Linked DNA regions of Sus scrofa: region 2 is linked to region 1. The links are chromatin contacts, called in public HiChIP or PLAC-seq maps. All regions are on one chromosome and are shown on one strand. Each heading gives the region's core, a stretch centred on a gene start, on an enhancer-like site or on the middle of the called end of the contact. The rest is flanking DNA. Distances are from core to core; before and after follow the strand shown. Region 1 overlaps ABCC4 (multidrug resistance-associated protein 4). Region 2 has its middle 63 kb from the start of ABCC4.

What was found. HiChIP or PLAC-seq counts read pairs in DNA pulled down with a chosen protein or histone mark.
Region 2: an H3K27ac HiChIP or PLAC-seq map of alveolar macrophages shows a contact between it and region 1. The contact joins two enhancer-like sites. A contact is called at or near these places in 8 of 47 Hi-C or Micro-C datasets (alveolar macrophages, liver, mesenteric adipose tissue and 4 more) and 1 of 2 datasets of contacts at active chromatin or transcription factors (alveolar macrophages).

What each region holds. Positions count from the first base shown.
Region 1 is chr11:64,215,947-64,221,206 of Sscrofa11.1, reverse strand. ABCC4 (multidrug resistance-associated protein 4) reads left to right here. Exons shown (of 31, transcript XM_021065786.1): 12 at 19-113; 13 at 610-696. Among named protein-coding and RNA genes, the nearest start is that of ABCC4, 91 kb to the left of the region's middle. Within about 2 kb of position 3,051, at least 1 of the 83 cell types and tissues checked has an H3K27ac peak or open chromatin away from gene starts, as enhancers often do. A contact at or near this core is called in alveolar macrophages, where this site is marked.
Region 2 is chr11:64,370,529-64,375,679 of Sscrofa11.1, reverse strand. No RefSeq gene overlaps it. Among named protein-coding and RNA genes, the nearest start is that of ABCC4, 63 kb to the right of the region's middle. Within about 2 kb of position 1,524, at least 12 of the 83 cell types and tissues checked have an H3K27ac peak or open chromatin away from gene starts, as enhancers often do. A contact at or near this core is called in alveolar macrophages, where this site is marked.

The DNA.
Region 1 (5,260 bases), core at 1,802-4,301:
TTTCCTCTCTCTTTGTAGGATTTGCAGCTTTTAGAGGATGGGGACCTAACTGTGATCGGAGACCGGGGAACCACGCTGAGCGGAGGGCAGAAAGCCCGCATCAGCCTGGCAAGGTAAAGAGCGTTTCCAAGGCGCACCCCTGCCCCCCAATCCTCCGTGGCCTCTAGTGGAGGTGAGCCTGCAGACCCCTCCCCAAATGGGTGCCGTGGCGAGCAGGGGCCCGGCCCTTTCACTGGGCTCCAGGAAGGAAGGTAGAGACGTTGGACGCCGTTAGGTTTCAGTCAGAGCTGGGATCCAGGAGTGGGATGCGTTCTCTCTCTCTCTTTTTTTTTTCTTTTCTTTGTATGGCCTCACCTGCAGCATATGGAGGTTCCCAGGCCCAGACTAGGGGTCGAATCACACCTACACCACAGCCACAGAAACACAGGATCTGAGGCATGTCTGCAACCTACACCAAAGCTCACGGCAATGCCAGATTCTTAACCCACCAAGTGAGGTCAGGGATCAAAGCCACATCATCATTGATCCTAGCCAGGTTCATTAATTGCTGAGCCAGGAAGGGAACTCCCAGGATGTGTCCTTCTCCTGATGTCTCTCTACGTTTTCTAGAGCCGTGTATCAGGACGCGGACATCTACCTCCTGGACGACCCGCTCAGTGCCGTTGATGCAGAAGTCAGCAGGCATCTGTTTGAGCTGTGAGTTTGCTCCTGTTTCCTGTCATTTCTGCTTCTTCCAGGATCCCTGCAGGTCCAGGGAACGGAGCTCAGGAAAGCCTCTGTGCTTCAGGAGACTTGACTCCTTCCACCCTCCCCCACCTCCATAGAAGACCCATCATAGAGAAATCGTGCAGCAGAAGGAGGTCAGGATGGAAAGTGCAGAAGGGGCTTCCAGTGTGTGGAGGCCAGTGGAGTCGGTGCTTTAGGGAGTGAGGAGCAGATGGCAGGTGCCCCTGCTCCTTGCAGCTGAAAACCAGACCCTGTGGACAGATCCTGAGCCCAGGAATAAGAGAGGTGCTGTAGGGAGAGTGGGACTCGGGAGCCAGGTACCTGGCTGTCAGTTCTTCTCCTCCATCATTTGTTGAAGGCCAGTTAGTTAGAAGGGATGTTTTCAGCACATTGGGCTTCTGTGGAAAGGCCTTGTTCGTTTGTGCGTAGTGTTCTTTCGGTTTGGAAATACTTAGTAAAGCCTACAATTTAAGAATGATTTATTCCATATCAGAGTATGATTTTAATTCTTTAACATTGCTTCATGGATTCTTAGAAGAAATAATGCTCAGACCCACAGTGTAGGGCTAACTTGAATTTGAACCTCAGTACCTGGATTCTGGCTGAAACCTTCTCTTTCATTTGTGTTTCTGGAATTTGTTGTCAGTGGCTCTGGCTTGGCCACCAAACTCCTGAAATAAAACAACTGTGATGCTTTTCTGTGTGTAATGTGCAGTAACACACATTGACTGATGCCTCTGATGGCATCTAGAATGGGCTTTTTTTCTTTTTCTTTTGTTAATGTCTACACCCATGGTAGAGTTCGTGGGCCAGAGATTGAATCCACGCTGCAGCTGCTACCTACACCACAGCTGCAGCAACGACCCACTGCGCTGGTCAGGGATTGAACCTCCGTTGGGTCCTGAGCTGCTGCAGTTGGATTCCTTTTTCTTTTCTTAGATGTTCACTGAATTTAATTGGAGTGGTTAATGAACACACACAAAAGTTCTTGATACACTAAATTCTGAATAATACAGTTATATAGTTTCAACGTCAAGAATAAACATTTTTTAAAAAAGAATAAACACCTGATTTAATGAGGTAGATAATAATACTCAAAAGTAAAGCATTTTCTGAAATGTCCACATAGTATGGATTTACAGCTTATCCGTGAATTTATGCAATGCTAAATGTTTTCATAATTCTTGTCTATTCAAGTGGTTTTTTTTTTTTTTTTTTTGGTCTTTTTTGTCTTTTGTGGTTGTTGTTGTTGTTGCTATTTCTTGGGCCACTCCCGCGGCATATGGAGTTTCCCAGGCTAGGGGTTGAATCGGAGCTGTAGCCACCGGCCTACGCCAGAGCCACAGCAACGCGGGATCCAAGCCGTGTCTGCAACCTACACCACAGCTCACGGCAACGCTGGATCGTTAACCCACTGAGCAAGTGCAGGGACCGAACCCGCAACCTCATGGTTCCTAGTCGGATTCATTAACCACTGCGCCACGATGGGAACTCATATTCAAGTGGTTTTTAATGATTTTTATTTAGCCAGAATAACCACAAATGAACAAAGTAATTCATTTTATGTCTTAAACACCTATATATTTACAATCATAATGATTTTCATGCATTATAACTTAAGTGATTGTACAGTGGGCCACAGCAGGAACTCCTAGACTGGCCTTATTGAAAGTCATATGAACTTGCTTTTGCTAAATAGCACCCACATCTACCCCATGGTTGGTGAATTTGCTGTTGTTCTCCTTTTTTATTTATTTATTTTTAAACTTTTTATCTTTTTAGGGCCATACCTGTAGAATATGGAAATTCCCAGGCTAGGAGTCAAATCAGAGCTTCAGCCTCTGGCCTGTGCCACAGCTCACAGCAACTCTGGATCCTTAACCCACTGATTCAGTTGAGGGATCGAACCTGCATCCTCATGGATACTAGTCAGAGTAGTTTCCGCTGAACCACGTCAGCAACTCCTGTTGGTCACCTTTTTAAAGTCAACAAGCCCTTTCCGTGCTTTCCTGAGCTCTTATTACAGCCCTACTGTGTGCACTGAGTTGATGCCCTTACAGATGTTGTTGCACAAAAGGGCTTAGTTCCCACAGGAGGGCAGTGAGCCAGGAGACGGGGAGGAGCCACACGGGGCAGAATGAGGGAGACTGAGACGCTCAGCCCTCCTTCCTGCCTCTCAGGAATCTGTGTCGCCTCGGAGCTCGTTCAGGCAGATGCCTGGGGAGAGGTCAGCAGACTCAAGGTGTCGGGGTTTCCATACAGGACAGTGAGTGCTGAGTGGAGGCCCACATGGGCAGCAGGAGGTTTCAGTTTAAGCTGGGAAGTTCCCTGGGCACTGGGCGTGGTGGGAAGGGCCCTGTGGGCCTGCAGGCTGGGCAGGGTTTGTGGTTCTGAGAAGAGGGTTGAGTTTCTTTTGCTGAAGGAACAGTAGAAGCCAAGCAAGCTGTGGAGGGAGGAGGAAGCAAGGCCGTGAGAACAGCAGGCACGTCCTTGCCTGGAGGTTTCGGGCTGTTGGGCAGAGAGAAAGCTGTATGGAAATTCTTGTGTTAGGCCCTGTGTTAGTTTGCCAGGGCTGTTTCCGTCCAGGCTGCTCTCACGGGAGACCATGGGCTGGGCGGCTTATAAATAACAGACGTTCACCTCTCACAGTTCTGGAGGCTGGGAAGGTCCAAGGTCAGGGTGTGGGCAGGTTTGTTTCTGCAGAGACCCCTCTCCCTGGCTTCTGATGGTGCCTCCTTGCTGTGTCCTCACTTGGTCTTTCCTCTGTTCACGTGTGTCCCTGTGTCTCTGTCCTTAAGTCCTGGTCTGCTCCTCTCAGGATGCAGTCAGACTGCTTTAGTCCCACCCTAACTCAGGGTAACAATTACTTCTTTAGAGGGAGGCTCTGTCACATGTTGGCTTAGGTGTCAATATTTCACTGGGGGGGGTTAAGGTGTCAGCATGTGAATTTGGGGCAGACATGATTGATTTACAGCAGGTCCGGGATAGCAACGTATGGAGACCTGCTCAGAGTCAGTGTGAGAGTGAGACTGAGGAGCTCTGAGCTCTGGACACTGGGGGCTGGGATTCCACCCCCACTAAGTGGGGTCATGGGCGGGTCCACCAGCGTCTGTGAAATGTGCTTCGTGTTGGGGTGATGACAGAGCCCTGGAGATGGGCGGTGGTCATGGCTGCACACAATGTGGATACACTTACTGCCGCTGAATTGTACTTTTTACTTTTTACGTTACATACTTTGTTACATATATTTTACTTCAGTTAAGAAGTGGATGGTATCACTGAATCTTTCCGAACACAGGAGAGTTGGACAGCTGACCTGAGGCATGGCTTCCAGCTCTCTGATCCGACTACCCTTTCCAGGTCTCTCTCCATTAAAACCCAAATTTTTCCTTACAAAAGTGCCTTGCGGCCCATCATGAGTTCAGTGACAGATTCCCCACCCGCACCCTCTTGGCATCAGGAGCAGCCCAGCCTCCCTGTTCCCAGAGCCCAGCCCTGAACTCACAATGGTCTGTCACCCCATCTTGTGTGTGTCTGACAAGCTCCCCACCACTCTGAGAACAGTTCCTTGTGGCCATGGCATCCGTGTCACAGGGAGGAGAGAGGGACATGTTCTGATTGCCAAGTATCACTGTGCTCATCACAGAAGTTCTCCCAACTTCTGCCTCAAACACAGAAAGTATTTCTACTTGTTGGGTTAATGGCTTTGAATAAACACTTGATAGAAGCAAACTTGTTAAGATTGTTGTTTGTTAATCAGAACCACGTTCTTTGGGCAACTCAGGGCAAGGAGCATGAATACAATTTAGGAAATCACTCGGCAGCAACAAGGGAATGTTCTCAACGAGTTAGAAAATTGGATGGAACAATATGCTATGCGAGATGGCAGTCATGTTAAAGCTTAGTATTGGGAGTATTTTGTATTAAAAGCGAATGGATTACACTTCTACCTGCCATAAACACTTATCTTCAGTTGTGAAGCTATAGCCAAGGTTATTAAGGTTTGCAAGAGTTACAACTGTCCATTGTGAGCATTAAGTGGATTCTCTCACCTACAGAAGGTTAGAGGCCTTAGGTGCATGGATGCCCGACTCACCTGTGTCCAGCTGTGGCCCCACATCCTCAGACCCTGCCTCCTGGGTCATCAGTTCTTAGTGTGTCCTCATTAGACTCCCAGGTGCTGTCTGCTCAGTGCCCCCTTCCTGCTCCCCCCCTGCACAGACTTCCCCTCATGTTCTGCATGCAGCTGTAGGGCCCCACATGGAGAATAGGCTTCCTTGTTGTCTGCCTGCATCAGCCTTTCCAGCTCATCCTCACATCTCCTCGTGTCCCAGCCTTGCTGGCTCTTTGGTGGCCCTTTCTCACACCTGTCTGTCTGTAGGTACTGCTCCCTCTGTCCCAGGGCCAGGGGACAGTGTGCCAGGGCAGAGAAGGCAGGTGAAGGAGGGGCCCCTGCCTTTACCCCCATTCCTCCAGGGGGAGCCTGTGTCCTTCTGTCTTCCCACAGCCTCAAGGGTTGCACTTGACCATTTAG
Region 2 (5,151 bases), core at 275-2,774, 160 kb before region 1:
CCCGTTACATATTCCCTTTATTCTACTTTATCTTTAGCCTGCCTGTCGGATGAGCAGAGGACTTATTAGCTACATTTAATATATCCTATTAGGGTTGCTTATACTTCATAAGCTACTTGCTTACCTACTATCTGTACTTAACTCTGAGTTTCATCTGTTCTGCCTGTTTTTCCTTTTCTCTTCCTTCCTTTCTTTCTTTTTTTAATGGCCACATCCACAGAATATGAAAATTCCCAGGGCCAGGAATCCTGGGGAAGCTGTGGTTTCAAACCCAAGCCTCCACAGCTATCCAAGTCACTGCAGTCAGATCTTATCCCACTGCGTCACAATTCAGTTCTAACTTTTTCTCGTCATCTAAGCCTAATTGACTGCTGCCAAAGAATACAGCAAAGCACATCATAGTACTTGAGAAGCAGGCTTTGTTCTCTATTCCCAGCATTCGTGGTCATGGAGCAGAGGTTTGGGGAAGACAAAGCACCTTCATATTGTCCTGAAATCAACCCAGGCAGGGAGATCAGTGGTAACCTCCCCAGAGGAGTCAGGGAAAAGCTATCAAACACACAAGTAAAGAGTAAGTGTGTAATGGGCTTTGAGAGTAATCTCTTATATTGGACAGTGAAGTGGAGAATATATATGGAAAGATCTGTTTTCACCATGCTATATATATCTGAAAATTGCTACTATCAGAGTATTTCATGCATGCTTGTACTTCTTCTTCTTACTTTTCTTTTTTCAGTTTTTTAAGGCCATACTTGCGGCATATGAAGTTCCCAGGCTAGGGATCTAATCAGAGCTACAGCTGCCGGCGGAATCCGAACCGGACCTACACCACAGCTGAGGACGAGGCCAGATCCTTAACCCAATGAGCGAGGCCAGGGATCGAACCTGTGTCCTCATGAATACCAGTCGGGGTTGTTACCACTGAGCCATGGTGGGAACTCCATGCATGCTTATACTTCTGTCTTTGAATCATGCAAAGAAAAGAGGCATCCGCACTACATTAATAGTAAAACACTCCAGCCCATTTTTGCTCCTGTGATCCTCCCCTTTTCCATTTCTGTTGGCATATATACTTCCTGTTCCTGCCATGAGTCAGTTAAAATGGGAACATGAATTTTCTTTGAGCATTATGATGTTATTCTGTTAAAGAAAAGAAAAAACTGCTAGAGCTGCAGTCACCCCAAATAAAGCACTGATGTTCCCCAAATACAGTAAATGTAGCACGGGTCCCTACAGTTGCATGGATTGGCCACGAGATGACGCCATGCACAAGTAAGACACAATGGCTACTGCCTCGCACAGGCTGCTTAGCGGCTTTGGGTCCCACGGAGGGGTGCTGACCCTGAGAAGAATGAGGAGCAGCAAGAAGTGAAGGCTGAGGACCTGAGAACGTGGGGGCGGTGCAAAGTAGAAGTAGGGAGTGTAGACCTTGGGATCAAATGGCTTGCTTCCCACCTTCCTAGCCCATGGCCTTGGGCACCTTCTATTTAGAGTCTCGCTGAGAACGTGAGAGGACCTGCTCAGGGTAGGTCACTCCGTGGGAAAGAAAAGGAACGATGCTGTCAGCACCAAGCACAGCACTCACTAAACACACAGCACTTATCGGAAGCTGGAACAGGGTAGAAATTCAAGACAGTGTTATGTTCATTAAGGGGAAAACAGTAACGAGGCTTTGATGCACAAAGAACTTTCATTTCAGCTATTGCTAATATTTCTCATTTTGCAGAAAGGGGAACAAAAGCCTCATCTATTCAGTGGATTTATCCACAGCTGGTACATAAAGCCCCTGAAAAGTATTGTCTGCCCTCTGTCCTCTCCATGTGTCAGCAATGTATCAGAGAAAGTATTGTGGAATGAGGTGCTTGTTCCTCCGGCACAGCCACAATTGTGAAGACTGGGTTTTGCTCCCATCTCCCAACCAACCAGCTACTGATCTTATTAAAAAGTATAAGGAACAGTTCGGGGGGCGGTGGTTTCAGGTTATGGATTTAATGATTTCTTTATTTTGAAGAAGAGGAAGGAAAAGAACTAAGAAATTTCATGAGTCATACGTGGCATGACTGATTTTTTACCCCTTTCTTTTCTTTCTATATGCGTGTAAAGGCAAAGACGCAATTGCCTTCACAGCATGGATTGTTAATAGATCCCTTTCCCATTTTAAAATTAATTTTTAAATACGTTAGTGCACCATTAACAATATATCAATTGAGCAAAAGACAGAGATTTCTAAGAAAAAAACTAATAACTGACATTCTGTTATTCATTTTGAACAAAAGCTGTGGTTTCAGAAAGATGTTTCATTTCTTCAAAAATAAAAAGGTAACCAAGGCTTATTTTTCAGGATGCTTATTTACTCAGTCATAAATTTCTGCAGCGCACACTAGAAGGCTTGACTTTCTGGTCTGTCTCTGGTAGAGGAAGTAGAAATGTGGTTTCAAATTACAGAAATTTACGAAGGAGGAAAAATAAATCTTCCTTCCCACACTTTGCCATGATCTCCAGGGGTGCTCTGGGTTTTATCCAAGACTCACCTGGAGGTCAGGGCACAGGTGGGTGTCAAGCCCTCTGTTCTCTCGTTTGCTCTGCAGCCTGGGGCCACCTGGAGCCAGGTTGCTATAAGCCCTGAGAATTAGGACACTCTTTGCTACCACAGCATACACCAGCTAAGGCTGACTGATACACCGGAATTCCAGCCTACTTTCCCCCTCCATGAAGGAGCCACTTGGGCGACTTTCCCAAGGCAATATTCTGCACCTTCTCTCTGGTATCAGGTCACTGGGGAAAGTCCAGAGCTACTTCCTTTGCTGCCAATTCAGGACACCCAGAATTCTCCCTCTTACAAAGCTGTTTCAGTGAAAACCACACCTTTAGTCACCAGCTGAGTCTGTGTCTTTGTGTGTCAGCCCACTCAAAATACGTTTGTTTGTTTTTCATTTTTGGCCACCCTGAGGCATAAAGAATTCCCCCTCCAGGGGTCAGATCCCAGGCTCAGTCATGACCGAAGCTGCAGCAACATCAAATCCTTAACACACTTGGGATTGCATCGCAGTGCTCCTGAGATGCTAATTCTGCTTCGCTCCAGCGGGAACTCCCTCAATTTTTTTATTTTTTATTTTTTATTTCTTATTTCTCTTTAGGGCCGCAGGTGCGGCATACATAAGTTCCCAAGCCAGGGGTGGAATCCGAGCTGCAGCTGCCAGTCTATACCACAGCCACAGCAATGCCAGATCCGAGCTGCATCGGTGACATATCGCAGCTCACAGCAATGGCAGGATCCTGAACCCACTGAGCAAGGCCAGGGATCAAACTGTGTTCTCATGAATACTGTCACATTCATTACTGCTGAGCCACAACGGGAATTCCAAAATATATTTTTAAAGGAGCTTAACTGGGCATCCTTGAATAAAGCACAACTGTAGTTAATCTTTCCTCCCTCCAACTCACACAAAGTCCAAATAATGGTATTATTGTAGGTGCTTCAAATTCTGGCCAAAACAAATCTTTTGGGGAGTTTTCAAAATCCTCTTTCACTGGTAGTGAAACAAGCCTGTTTTGAGAAGCTGCTGTAGTTCTGTGGACAGAAGTTGGTGGCAGTCTAGACTGTGCGGTGGCAACAGAGGGACAGAGTCAAGTAATCTGGTTTGTAGGTAGAAGCCTTTGGATTGGCAATGGGCTGGGGAGATGGAGCAGAGAGAAGGCAGTGTGGGAATCATTACAGTGTTCGGAGCATACACACCAGGGCACGTGGCAGCACCGCTTACTGAGATGAGGAAAAAGGCAGAGAACAGGCGTTTGGAGGGGAGATCAAGGACCCAAACGTGGACCTAAGAAGCTTGAAGTGCCTGGGCCACATCCTAGTCAGACGATCAGTTGGAGATCAATGTGCAGAGCTCAGAAAAGACATCAGGGCTTCCTTCTGTAGAGACAGACCAGAGACGCAAGGAAAATGAGAGAAGATCCCGTCAAAAAAGACAGGAGCAGGAGTGGAAACGAATCTGACTAGCATCCATGAGGACGCAGGTTCGATCCCTGGCCTCGCTCAGTGGGTTAAGGATCTGGCGTTGCTGTGGCTGTGGCATAGGCCAGAAGCTACAGCTCTGATTCGATCCCTAGACTGGGAACCTCCAAAGGCCACACATGCGTCCCTAAAAAAAAAAAGAAAGAAAAGATGGAAGCAGAGAGCATTTCAGTGGACCCTGTGGACAATGGCATTGGCCGTAAGAGAGGAAAGTTCTCAGTGGTCTCTGCAAACGTGGGCTCTGCGGCATCGTGGACGTGCAGGCAGATTGAGGTGGGTTAGTGAATGTTTAGGTGTCGAAGGAGTAGAAAGAGTAAGTGGAGACAACTTTTTTGAAGATGCTTTCTTGGCAAAGAAACAGACAAAAGGGAGTCCAGGAAGTGGGCTGAGTGCTTTTAAAACTTTGGGTTTTCTCCCATGATTTTACTTTTTGCTCACATACGGCTGCCATGTAACATGGTATTCTTTTGAGGTGTACAAGGTCCCGATTTGGTCAAGGTGCGTATTGCAAAGCGATCACCACAATAAGCCTAATTAACGGACCTCCATCACCACACAGTTTCCTTTTTTTCTTTTTTTTCTTGTAAGGAGAACTTCAAGATCAAATCTCTTAGCCACCGTCCAATATACAATACAGTATTGTTGAAGATAGTCACGAGCTGTGCATTACAGCCCAGGACCTATTCATCTTCTAACTGGAAGTCTGTGCCTTTGGAGCACCTTCGCCCCTTTCGCCCAAGTCCCACCCCCCACCTCTGGCCACCACCAATCTGCTCTCTGTATCTGCGAGCTTGTTGTTTTGTTTGTCTTTTAGATTTCACATATAAATGAAACCATATGATATTCGTCTTTGTCTGACGTACTTCACTTAGCATAATGCCCTCGAGGTCCATGTTTTTATTTTGAAGATGAGAGAAACTTCTGCATGTTTGTGTGCTGATGGGAATGATTCGGGAACAAGGAAGAATTCGATGATGCAGAAAGATAGGGGAGAAACGGCAGATGCCAGACTTTGAAAAAGCTCAAAGGGATGAGAGTCCCAGAGGGTATGTGGAGCCTTTGTTGGGGAGCCTGGGGAAGGGTGGGCACAACTTAGGCCCTTTTGCCAGCTAAGGGGAGCTGTCAGAGGATCC